Regions from separate parts of the Mus musculus genome. Here region 2 is linked to region 1. Evidence: chromatin contacts called from public HiChIP or PLAC-seq data. All regions are on one chromosome and are shown on one strand. The core of a region is the stretch at or near the end of the contact, and the rest is flanking DNA. Distances in the headings are between cores, read along the strand shown. Region 1 overlaps Gm30928 (a long non-coding RNA gene). Region 2 overlaps Rabep2 (rabaptin, RAB GTPase binding effector protein 2).

The links. HiChIP or PLAC-seq counts read pairs in DNA pulled down with a chosen protein or histone mark.
Region 2: a contact with region 1 is called in an H3K27ac HiChIP or PLAC-seq map of embryonic stem cells, with 5 read pairs. The contact joins two enhancer-like sites. A contact is called at or near these places in 1 of 484 Hi-C or Micro-C datasets (embryonic stem cells), 6 of 115 datasets of contacts at active chromatin or transcription factors (the SCID.adh cell line, effector CD8 T cells and embryonic stem cells) and 3 of 9 other capture datasets (adipose tissue, liver and pancreatic islet).

The regions. Positions count from the first base shown.
Region 1 is chr7:126,343,559-126,348,963 of GRCm38.p6, reverse strand. Gm30928 (a long non-coding RNA gene) reads left to right here. Exons shown (of 5, transcript XR_003946673.1): 2 at 441-677. Among named protein-coding and RNA genes, the nearest start is that of Gm30928, 5.5 kb to the left of the region's middle. Within about 2 kb of position 3,768, at least 19 of the 459 cell types and tissues checked have an H3K27ac peak or open chromatin away from gene starts, as enhancers often do. A contact at or near this core is called in embryonic stem cells, where this site is marked.
Region 2 is chr7:126,433,490-126,439,253 of GRCm38.p6, reverse strand. Rabep2 (rabaptin, RAB GTPase binding effector protein 2) reads right to left here. Exons shown (of 13, transcript NM_030566.2): 3 at 3,437-3,594; 4 at 774-884; 5 at 348-692. Among named protein-coding and RNA genes, the nearest start is that of Rabep2, 7.6 kb to the right of the region's middle. Within about 2 kb of position 3,348, at least 6 of the 459 cell types and tissues checked have an H3K27ac peak or open chromatin away from gene starts, as enhancers often do. A contact at or near this core is called in embryonic stem cells, where this site is marked.

The DNA of each region.
Region 1 (5,405 bases), core at 2,519-5,018:
GGGGTGAGTCATGTCAGGACAATGTGAAAGGTGTGCAGAAGCTAGCAATGTGGGTGGCTGTGGAAGGCTCTGAGTTGCCCAGATTCGTAGGGGACACAGCCCATGGTGGAGAGGCCCAGAGTTAGGAAGATTCAGTACTTTGTGGCTGGGCGACCTTCAGCAGGCAACTTCTCAGTTACCTCAGAGTTTTCCCACCTGCACTCAGGCTAACCCCACATCACCTACAACCATGCTACTTTACCTCTGAGCACTAGCCTACTTTCTCATGCTTTATTAGATCTGAGGGTACTTCCTACCTCCAGCCCATTTAACAGTGTGCAGTTCTCTCCTGTTGGAGGTGGGGTGGGGTGGGGTCGACAGGACACATCTATGGAGAACCTGCTCTGAGGTTTTTTTTTAACTTTTTAAAGCTCCACACAAACTTATCTTGCCCCCTGCAGGAATCCGATAGCCAGTTCTACTGTGGAAGCCGGCTTCAGACCCCATCTGTCTTGCTGTCCCCAGAGACTGTCTATCTGTTGCCCACATACATTCCAGAGCAAGTGAACACCAAGGGTTTAAATGTGGGCACATTTTCTACTGCAAGGAAGGAAAGACGAGTAAAGGAGATAAACCCTGAGCTGCAGCCCGCCCGACGTCTGCCTTCTTGCAAGGAACCTGTGGAACCGGACTCCCTCGTATGTGAGCAGACAGCATCTGTCATGAAAAGGCTGTGGGGAATTGTTCTTACCTTGAGTCGTGGTGACAAGGATGGGACTGTTACAAGAGACCTTTATTTGTCCCCTGGGTCTCTGTTTAGTTTATGTTATATAACATTTCTTTTGAACTTGCAAAATTAGCAGACGGGCATGGTAACACCTTTAATTCCAGTATTGTGGACGCACAGGCAAGCTGGGTCTCTGTGCATCCGAGGAAAGGCTGGTGCACATAGTGAGTTACAGGCCAGGCAGAAATTGACCTCAAAGAATGACTTAGAGAAGCCGGGCGTGGTGGCGCACGCCTTTAATCCCAGCACTTGGGAGGCAGAGGCAGGCGGATTTCTGAGTTCGAGGCCAGCCTGGTCTACAGAGTGAGTTCCAGGACAGCCAGGGCTATACAGAGAAACCCTGTCTCGAAAAAAAAAACCAAAAAAAAAAAAAAAAAAAAGAATGACTTAGAAAGGTAGTAGGTTAAAAAAAAAAAAGCCGGGCAAGGGGGCGCATGCCTTTAATCCCAGCACTTGGGAGGCAGAGGCAGTCGGATTTCTGAGTTCGAGGCCAGCCTGGTCTACAAAGTGAGTTTCAGGACAGCCAGGGCTACACAGAGAAACCCTGTCTTGAAAAACCAAAAAAAAAAAAAAAAAAAAAAAAAAAAAAAAAAGAAAAGAAAGGTAGTAGGTTTTGACAATTTCAAATCCCTTCAGATAAACTGATAAAAACAAAGGAACACACTGAAAACTTTTTAAAAATGATTTATTTATTTATTTTATGTATATGAGTACACTGTAGTTGTTTTGTCTTCAGACACAGCAGAAGAGGGCGTCAGATCACATTGCAGATGATTGTGAGCCACCATGTGGTTGCTGGGAATTGAAATAAGGACCTTTGTCCTTTTTAACCACTGAGCCATCTCCCCAGCCCCACACTGAGAACTTATACCTGTGAGATTTGCTAAGGTTCTAAGTGTACAGACCACATCCTGGAGAGGGTGCCCACTCTGAGTAGTCCAGTGTGTTTGGGCCAATAAAGAAAAGAAAGGGGATATCCCAGGGTTATCTAAATTACTCTAGATTATAGCATTCAAGGAAGCTCTTACTTCAGGTAGGCAGTATAATTTTTTTTTCTTTTAAATTTGTGTGTGTGTGTGTGTGTGTGTGTGTGTGTGTGTGTGTGTCTAGGCTACAGGTTGATATCAGGTATCTTTCTCAATTGCTTCTCTACCTTAGTTCTCTGAGACAGGTTCTCTCACTGAGCCTGGAGCTCACTGACTATATAAATGAATTGGCCAGCAAAACCCAGGCATCCTCCTGTCTCTGTCTCCCTAGTGCTGAGATTACAGGTAACATAGTCTTAATGTAGAGATCTGATGCACACAGCAAAACCAAGAAACAAATGAGAAGAACAAAATCAAGAGAAGCCGAGAGACATTGCAGACCAGCTTCCCCACGTTCTCCGTGAAATGTCAATAAACACCAGAGGCCAGGCGTGCTGCCATACAAGTTTGATGCCAGCACTTGGGAGGCTGAAACAGGAGGACTAAGAATCTGAGTTCACCCCGAGTGACAGAGAGAGGCTCTGACTATGCATATATTTTATATTTTCATCTGGTATAAAGCTATTGAGGGAGAGTGATGAGGAAGGACTATAAGCCAAGTTGAGGGCCAAGCTGAACTCTCAACCAAGGCAGGCAAGTGAGAACAGTAAAACAACAGATAAAAAAGAAAAGAACATTTAAAAAAAAGCAGTTCACAAACAGCAAATAAATACACAACAGATTCTCAACCTCACCAGAGGCCAGTGAAATGCCAATCAGAGCACCAAAGGGATGCGTGCAGTCCATTGGGAAGAAGGAAATCAGTCGGCTGTGGGTGTGTGGGGAGGCGTAGCTTTTATATTGCTGGCAGAAATGCTGAAAGCACATGGATATATATGGTGTGGTATCATATGCATGTAATATTAGCAATAGGAAAGTGGGGTAGAGGGCTGAGAGCTAAGGCTGGCTGTAGAGAGAGACCCTGTCTCAAAAAAAAAAAAAAAAAAAAAAAAAAAAAAACAAACCCCAAAACCAAAAACAAAGCGAAACAAAAAAACCACAACAAACCACACAAACAGCAACAAACAAAGGTGGTAAAAAGAATACAGATGTTAGTACTGTTGTGTTTTATAAAAAGATAAGGAAGAAGAAATATGTTTGGTGGATGTGTAGTCAGGTGTGGGGGAAGGAGGTGCCTCTGTGGACCCATGCTCAGGCGTCCCTTCCCCCTGAGGGACCAGCCACACGAGTATATTATAGAATAGAGTTTATTCAGAGCATGGGCAGGGGAGTTTAGAGGGTAGTGGGGGGGGGGGGAAGGGGAGAGGAGGGGAGGGGAGGGGAGGCCAAGAGCATGAGGAAGGGGCTAGAGGAGAGAAAACAAGAAGGGAAGAGCAAGAGAGAGAGGAGGGGGCAAACAGGCTCCTTTCATAGTGAGTCAGACACACCTAGCTGTTGCCAGGTAACTGTGGGGCAGAGCCTAGACAAAAGGCTAACAAGTATAGACAGACCAGACACAAAGGTCGCAGAAGGCATTTTGGGAATTGATGTGGCAATAGCTGATGAAAGTTTTTTGGCAAACTTTCAGATATCTTATAGACCATTTATTAGAAAACTATAGGGATGGGCTGGTGAGATGGCTCAGTGGGTAAGAGCACCCGACTGCTCTTCCGAAGGTCCAGAGTTCAAATCCCAGCAACCACATGGTGGCTCACAACCATCTGTAACAAGATCTGACGCCCTCTTCTGGAGTGTCTGAAGACAGCTACAGTGTACTTACATATAAATAAATAAATCTTTAAAAAAAAAAGAAAAAAAAAAGAAAACTATAGGGAAAAAAATGTAATCTACGAAAACAAGAGAAACCTCAATAAGAAGCAAACAGTTCCTGGTTGGGACCTGGAGATTCAACGCAGGAAAGAGAAGAGGCTGCTCAGGGGAGGATTCGGAGAAAGGAGCCAAGGTACCACGGGTGTGGGGGCAGGTGGCTCGGCTCACGGCAGGCAGGAGGCTGCAGCAGAGGTTTCTCAAGATAAAATTTGCAAACCAGCTAATCCTGCTGAACTGAGCAATGATTTAAATAACTGGCAGAGGGCTCAGGGTTGAACTAAAAGTAAGTACATTGCTATTCTAAGAGGATAAAAAAACATCGAAATAAAAGCATCCCGGGCTCGAATTACAGCTTGGGGATGCTCTAAGGGTTGGTCTTTAGTTGTCCATGTTTGGCTTCAGACTGGGACTAGAGACGGAGGTGCACATTTTACACACCAAAGCAGACCTGGCCTCCAGGTTCTCCCAGCATTCCTCAGTCCCTCCTGGCATATCCTGCCCCCAGGCTTGAACTTTCCAGTCTAAGGGGCTGGGCTGCCTTCCCCGAGAGGTTCTCCCTTATATAATTGCTGACATTTTGGGTCCCCCTTCTCTCCCTCTCTCTTTCTCCCCCTCTCTCTGTGTGCTTGCTCTCTCTTCTTCCTCCCTCCCCGCCTCTCCCTGGTGACTCCCCTGGCCTCAGTCTGTGAACTCACTGGAAAGCAGCTTCCCAATAAACCTGCCTTTAATATAGTCGAATCTGGTTTGAATTGGCTCATTTTACCTCGGAGAAATAACCTATCAGTCATATTTAAATACAAGCTTACCAGATAGCCCTCTGTAATGGTGCCCTGGGATTTTCTTTAAACTCGATTGATTCTGTAATGGAAGTTCTCTGTAAATACATACCTATTTCCTGAGTGATCAAATTTTGGCTTAAGGCAAACCCAAGGCCTACGTGGGTCTGCCCTCTGTGTGTATATATTGTGTGTTAGCATTTCTTCTAGTCTCTGCCTCACAGTTATCTGACAACAGTCGGGTATACCTGACTCACTATAAAGGGGGCTGCTTGCCCCCTCCTTACTCTCTTCCTTTTCCTCTCTTACCCTCCTCTCCCCATTCCTCTACCAGCCTTTCTCCACCTGTTCATAGCCTGCCTCCTCTCCTTCCCTTTCCTTCCCTTCCCTTCCCTTCCCTTCCCTTCCCTTCCCTTCCCTTCCCTTCCCTTCCCTTCTCTCTCTCTCTGTCTCTCTGTCTCTCTCTCTCTTCTACGCCCTCAACCTCCCTCCCCATGCCCTGAATAAACTATTCCATACTATATCTGTCGTATGGCTGGTCCCTCAGGGGGAAGGGATGGCTCAGCCTGGGCCCGCAGAGGCACCCCCTTCCATCTCACCATACCATGACTCTACCACACACATACCTGGCTCTCTTCTTTCTTTCTTTCTTTCTTTCTTTCTTTCTTTCTTTCTTTCTTTCTTTCTTTCTTTCTTTCTTTCTTTCTTTCTCTCTCTCTCTCTCTCTCTCTCTCTCTCTCTCTCTCTCTCTCTCTCTCTCTTTCCTTCCTTCCTTCCTTCCTTCCTTCCTTTTTTTTTTTTTAATTTATTTATAAAAAACAACATTGAGGCTGTTAGCTTGGTGTTTTCCTGGGACTCCCAACAGTGGGAGCAGGTGTGTCTTTGTCTCTTTTGCCTGCTCTTGGGACTCTTCCCTCCTGTTGGGTTGCCTCGTCCAGCCTGGATATGAGGGCTTTTTGCCTTGTCTTATTGTATCTTTTTTTTTTTTTTTTTTTGGTCATGTTGGTTGTTGTCTCTTGGCAGTCTGTTCTTTTGAAAGGAAATGGGGTGGGAGGAGTGGATCTGGGG
Region 2 (5,764 bases), core at 2,099-4,598, 91 kb before region 1:
TGAAATAATTTCTACAGCAGTCATCTTTTGAGCAATGCACTCCTCCCCACCCCTCTGCTGGGGACTGAATTCAGGGTCTTGCACAGGCTAGGCAAGTCCTCTACCACTGAGCCACACTCGGACTCTTTTCAGTTTTGTTCTTGACACTTCTCACCATAACATAACACCGGCCCAGCTGCTGATCTTCTCCAGCACCCCGTGCACGTGCCCTTCCGAAGTTCCCTTGCTGGGAGGGGACCTCCCCCCACCCCACCCCACTGGCCTCTCCACTGTAGCTTTCTTTAGTGCAAGCCCACATATATCCAGGGAGACAGGAATGTTCACAGAACCTAGCCCAGTCTACTCACCTCTACCTGCAGTTGCTCCCACTGGCTATCTGGAACAAGCTGGTACCCAGGAGGGGGCAGGAAGATGCCCTCAGGGACCAGAGTGCCAGTAGACACCAGAGAAGCAGTCTCTTCCTGCTCAGGGCTGAGGCCTTGGGGGCCTCGTAGGGAGGCACTGCCGGCGGCCCCACCGAGGGAGAAGGAAGAGATGGAGGCACTGTCATCGCAGTTGTGGGCAAAGGCCTCGGCGGCTGGGCCGGCGTCTCCGCTCGGCTCCTCCAAGGGTTCCAGTGGGGGTGAGGGGTTCCTCGACAGAGGGAGCAACTCTGTGGAGCCATGCAGGGAGGCAGGCTGCCGTGGTCGTCTCTAGGGAGGATTGCAGGGAAGAAGCTAGGGCCAGCGTCCTGGGCACCCCTCCTTCCCTCGGCACCTCCGGCTAGCCCTCACCTGGATCTCTTGGATCAGCTCTTCCGCCCTCTGCAGCTTCCCCTTCAGCTCGGTAATCTCCTGCTCCATGGGCAACACGATCTCTCGAAGCTTTTCCGAGTCTTCATGAGCCTGGAGCGACGGGGGCATTGGGAAGTGACAGCCCCTTGATCATGAACAATGCCCACTAACTGTTCTCATCCTTCCTGATGGTTATACCACCCACTCAAGACTCCAGGACACGCGGGCTCTAAGTGCTTCCAGGGAAAGGAGCCAAGGCCATGACTGGCTTCCTCCTTTCCTCTTATTCTTACAAAATTCCTCCGCAACATCCATCGTTTAAAACCGTTTTTACTTATTCTTTGAGAATTTCATAAATGTATGGAAGTGTTTGGGGGACAAATCCACCCCAGTCCCCCCTGGCCTCAACATGCACCTTTTTATATCACAGGACCTCAGATATTTTAACTGGGCACAGTTTGAAAATGGTTCCAGTTTTCCGATACCATCTACACCTCAGCTGCTCTGGAACTAAAAGTGATCACATATGAGATGTATGCACAAGCTCCATGCGTGAACTTACTGACCATCTCCTTATAAGAAGGTGTGCCTTTCTTTATCCTATCTTGCTGGCTGGAACGTGGCTATGATTGCTTGGCATTCAAGCAATCACCTTGGACTGTGAGGCGACCTACCAGCTACAGTCAAGCAGCAATACAGAAGCCTACATTTCTCTTTTAAAAATTTTTAATTTTTCATCTTATGTATATGCACGTTTGGCTGGCATATAGACACACACTGCGTGTGCCCTCAGAAGCCAGACTAGGGCAGCTGGTTCCCTGGAACGACGGTTACGGACAGTTGTGAGCCACCAGGTTAAGTGCGGGGAAACTGAACCTGGATCCTCTGGAAAAGTAGTGAGTGCTCTGAGCTGCTGAGCTCTCGCTCCAGTCCCAGAAGCCTGAGTTTCTAACGGCTGGCTCAACTGCTCCATCAGTCTGGACTTTAAAGGATGAAAAACAAAACAAACCAACTTCCTATCTTACTTAAACCACTGCTGCTGTAGGTTTCCAATCCCATGCAGCCCGTACCCGACAGGCTTTCTCTCGTAAGACTGAGCTGACACCCCTGCCCTTCCTCCTGTCCTTATCATAAAGAGGACCATTTCTTAGTTGTCTCCTTTCAAGCTTGGGATCCGCATGGGGTCAGTAAAACAAACAACAACAAAAAACCGGTCCCACCCCGATACATCTCCAGGCAACAGCCAGTCATGCTTCATCTGTTACCACCTTTCTCAACCGATTCCATTTCAACCTCTTGAATCCCCCCAAACTCTCCTTAGACAAACTAAGTTAACATTCCATGTGCCACAGACAGGGTAAGCCATGTGAAGCCCTGGGACACACACGCTGTGCACAGGCCAACTACACAGTCCAGCGGAGTGTGGGGCAGCCGGCCTCCAAACCTGCAAACAGCGCCTCCTAGTGGAAGCAGTACGTCAAAGCCTCTCTTTCCATGGCCCTGGTTTTGTTTTGATTTTTGAGGTAGGATCTTGCATCCTAAGCTGGCCTTGAACTTGGGTTTCTGATCCTCCTTCCTCCGAGTATAGGCAAGTGTCGCCATGCAGGGTTTTAGGCAGTGCTGGGACTGAACCCAGGGTTTCCTGCATGCTAGTCAACCACTCTAGCAACTGAACCACAGCCCTAGTCTAGCCCTGGGCTCCTGTTGGGTCTTTGTTTTCATAGGCAGGAAATATACTCTAGCGCTTGTTTCTTTGGGTTCTAACTAAATACCTACCTCACAAAGCTTCTGTGAGATCAAATAAGGTATGAGCACATACCGCTAATAAGAGGGATCATATGGAAATATATGCACCCAGACTTTAATTCTTTTTATTGTCTTTGAGATGGAGGAATTACTATGTACCCTTAGGCTAGCCTTAAACTCATAATTCTTCTGCCCAGATTTCCCAATGCTGGGATTATAGATATGCACCACAATGTGCAGGTGTTAAAAAAATAAAGAGTGCTTGCCTAGAACGCATGAAATATGTTTGCATGCATGTACCCATGTACACATACATGTACACACACACACACACACACACACACACTCCAGGTTTCTAGCTGGCTATGGATGTGCATTCCCATAAATACCGGCACTGAGTTGCTGAGGCAGGAGGCCTTTGCCAAGTTCAAAGCCAGCCTCAGCTACACAGTAAGATCCTGTTTCAAAGAGAAGAGGGCAGGCAAGGAAAGGGGCAGAGAGGCAGAGAGACAAACACTAAGTGTCTTATGTTATCCAGGCTTTCTTGAAGCCCTAGTCTCAAGCCATCCTCCTGCCTTAGCCTCCCAAACAGCTGGGACTGCCAGTATCTGTCACCACACCCAGCTTCCTATTGTGATTAATAAGTGTTAAGAAAGCATTAGACTGCAGGAGCTCAAACAGGTGAGCACTCAGTACAGTGTCTGGCACGGAAAGGGTTACTTTCCTTCCTCTGCATGACTGACCTTGTTTCTAGAGGTAAATAAACTTGTAGCAAGGATCCTGCTAAGCTTTCAACAATGGGGAAGCTCTGTGTTCTACCCAGAATCATTACTGTGTCCAATGACAGGCTATGGGACAACAACGCTCACTATCATTTCAAACCCCAGGGATAGGGCAGGCCGTTGTCCCACCCCCACCTTTTCCATTTGCTTCTCCAAGGAGTCCAAAGGGTGGGCCCGGGCCAGCAGCTGTTTGAGGTGGCCCAGCTCTCGATCCTTCTCCTCAAAGTCCTGCTGTTGCTGCTGCCGCTCCTGTTTCAGGGCTGCGATCTGGGTCTCGTAGCTGCTGATGGAGTCTGTGGGCAGGAAGGGTGGGTACTTGGTGCCTGCCCTCTCCAAGGTGATCAACCACAGTAGTTATGAGCTGGGCAGAAATGGCCCCAGGCAAGACCTCAGCACCTCTCGCCCAGGGTCCTCAGTAGCAAAAAGGAGTGCGTGACCCTGAGTGTTTGACGAACTAAGAGGACATATAGGAGATGTCAAACATCTGGCATATAGTGAGGACCAATTGGACAATATACTGCTCAGATATATCCCAACTGAAGAACTGACCACAGGATATTTTTACTAAAAACAGCCAAGTATGAGGCCTTGTTACTATTATTTTTTAATTTTTGTTTGTTTGTTTGGGTTGGGTTTTGGCTTTTTTTTTCCTCCTTGGTACAGTCCTGGCCATCCTTGAACTTGCTCTACAGACCAGGCTGGCCTCCTGAATGCTGGGATTAAAGGTGTGAGCCACCACTGCCAGAGGCCTTGTTATTAGTAAAAACAAAGGAAGCAATATATCAGAAGGGCCAAGAACAAAAACAGAGTCCACCTTGTCCAAGCACAGCAAACACAAAACAAACTACGGCTCCCCATAACCCAAGTGGAAAAGTCCCTTCGCGGGAGATTTTTCTGTTGTGTGCAGGAGAGAAAATCGAAAGCATTCCTTGCAAATCACTGGTAACACATTCACTCAAATATGAGCAAGTGACCTTTATGGTTAGCCTTGGCATGGTGGAAACCAAGGACAGACGGAATACCTTGAGACACAGCCTGAAGCTTGTAGTGAATGGGAGAGCTGACTAAATGATGCTTTGTAAGATAGTCAAGTCGGGCAGACTGGTCACTGACAGTTTCCAAATAGCCAACAGCTGGCTGATGGGTAGTATCTACGGTCCCCAAATGCCTGCTTCCCTCTCTCAGAACAGTGTGATATTATATTTGATTTTGTGGCTAAAACAAGACCTGGACCCCAAGACATGTCAGATACAGTTCAAGGCTCTGCTTCCGCACACAGCCTATGACAGAAACTGCAGACACTGATTGTGGTATGAGTTAGATTTCTTTTTTTTCTTTTTTTTCTCTCTCTCTTTTTTTTTAGAGACAGGGTTTCTCTACATAGGCCTGGTTGTCCTGGAACTTGCTCTGTAGACCAGGCTGACTCTATCTCCTGAGTGCTGTGATCAATGGTGTGCGCTGCCACCATCCAGCAAGCTGGAATTCTTGTTATGGCTATTGTCACTTTCGCTATGACTTACTCAGGGGTAAAGTGTACAACTGAAGAATCAATTGTGGTAGCAGAAAGCCAGGCATGGTGGCTCTAGTACTCAGGAGGCAGAGGCAGGGAGATTTCTGTGAGCCAATTCCAGGAGAGCTAGGGCTATGTAGAAAGACACTGCTTCAAAAACAAAAACAAAAACAAATTATGGTAGGCCTGTAATCTCGGTGCATGGGAGCCTGAGGGAGGAAGATTACAAAATTGAAGCTAGCTTGTGCTACATGGTGAGGCCTGCAATCAAGCAAACCAAACTAAACTCTAGGGGAAATGTATCACAAATGTAGGGCTAGGAGCCAGCTCAGATGGTAAAGTGCTCACCTTGTGCAAACCCCAGGTACCATATTAAGAGACCAAGCTCAGAGGCTGCTTCTCTGGAGAACTCATGGTTCAATTCCCAGCATCCACATAGCTGCTCACAGCCACCTATAACTCAAGTTGCAAAGGATCCAACACCCTTTGTGACCTCTGCAGGCACAGATGTATGCTCAGACAAAATACCCATACACATAAAATACAAATCAAGGTTAAAACAAACATGCACAACAGCGTGTGCCTGTAACCCCAGAGATGAGGAGGCAGACACAGGCTTGCTGGTCAGTCAGCCTAGCTTAACCCTGAGCTCCAGATTCAGTAAGAGACCCTGCTGCAAATAAATTAATTAATTAATAACTAAGTAAATAAATAAGGCAGAGAGCGATTGAGGAAGACACCTGACACTGGCCTCAGGTTTTCACATCAAGCAAGCACATGTGCACATTGTATGCACACATACATATACATACTTGTACAAATACATACAGAAAAAAAAATTGAACAATCTGATCTGCAGAAACACAAACTGCCCAGTTATTTGTATAAATGCTGAAGATCTAGTTAACTATTCTGATTCCTATGTCTGGGACAATCAATATTTGAGCCAGGTA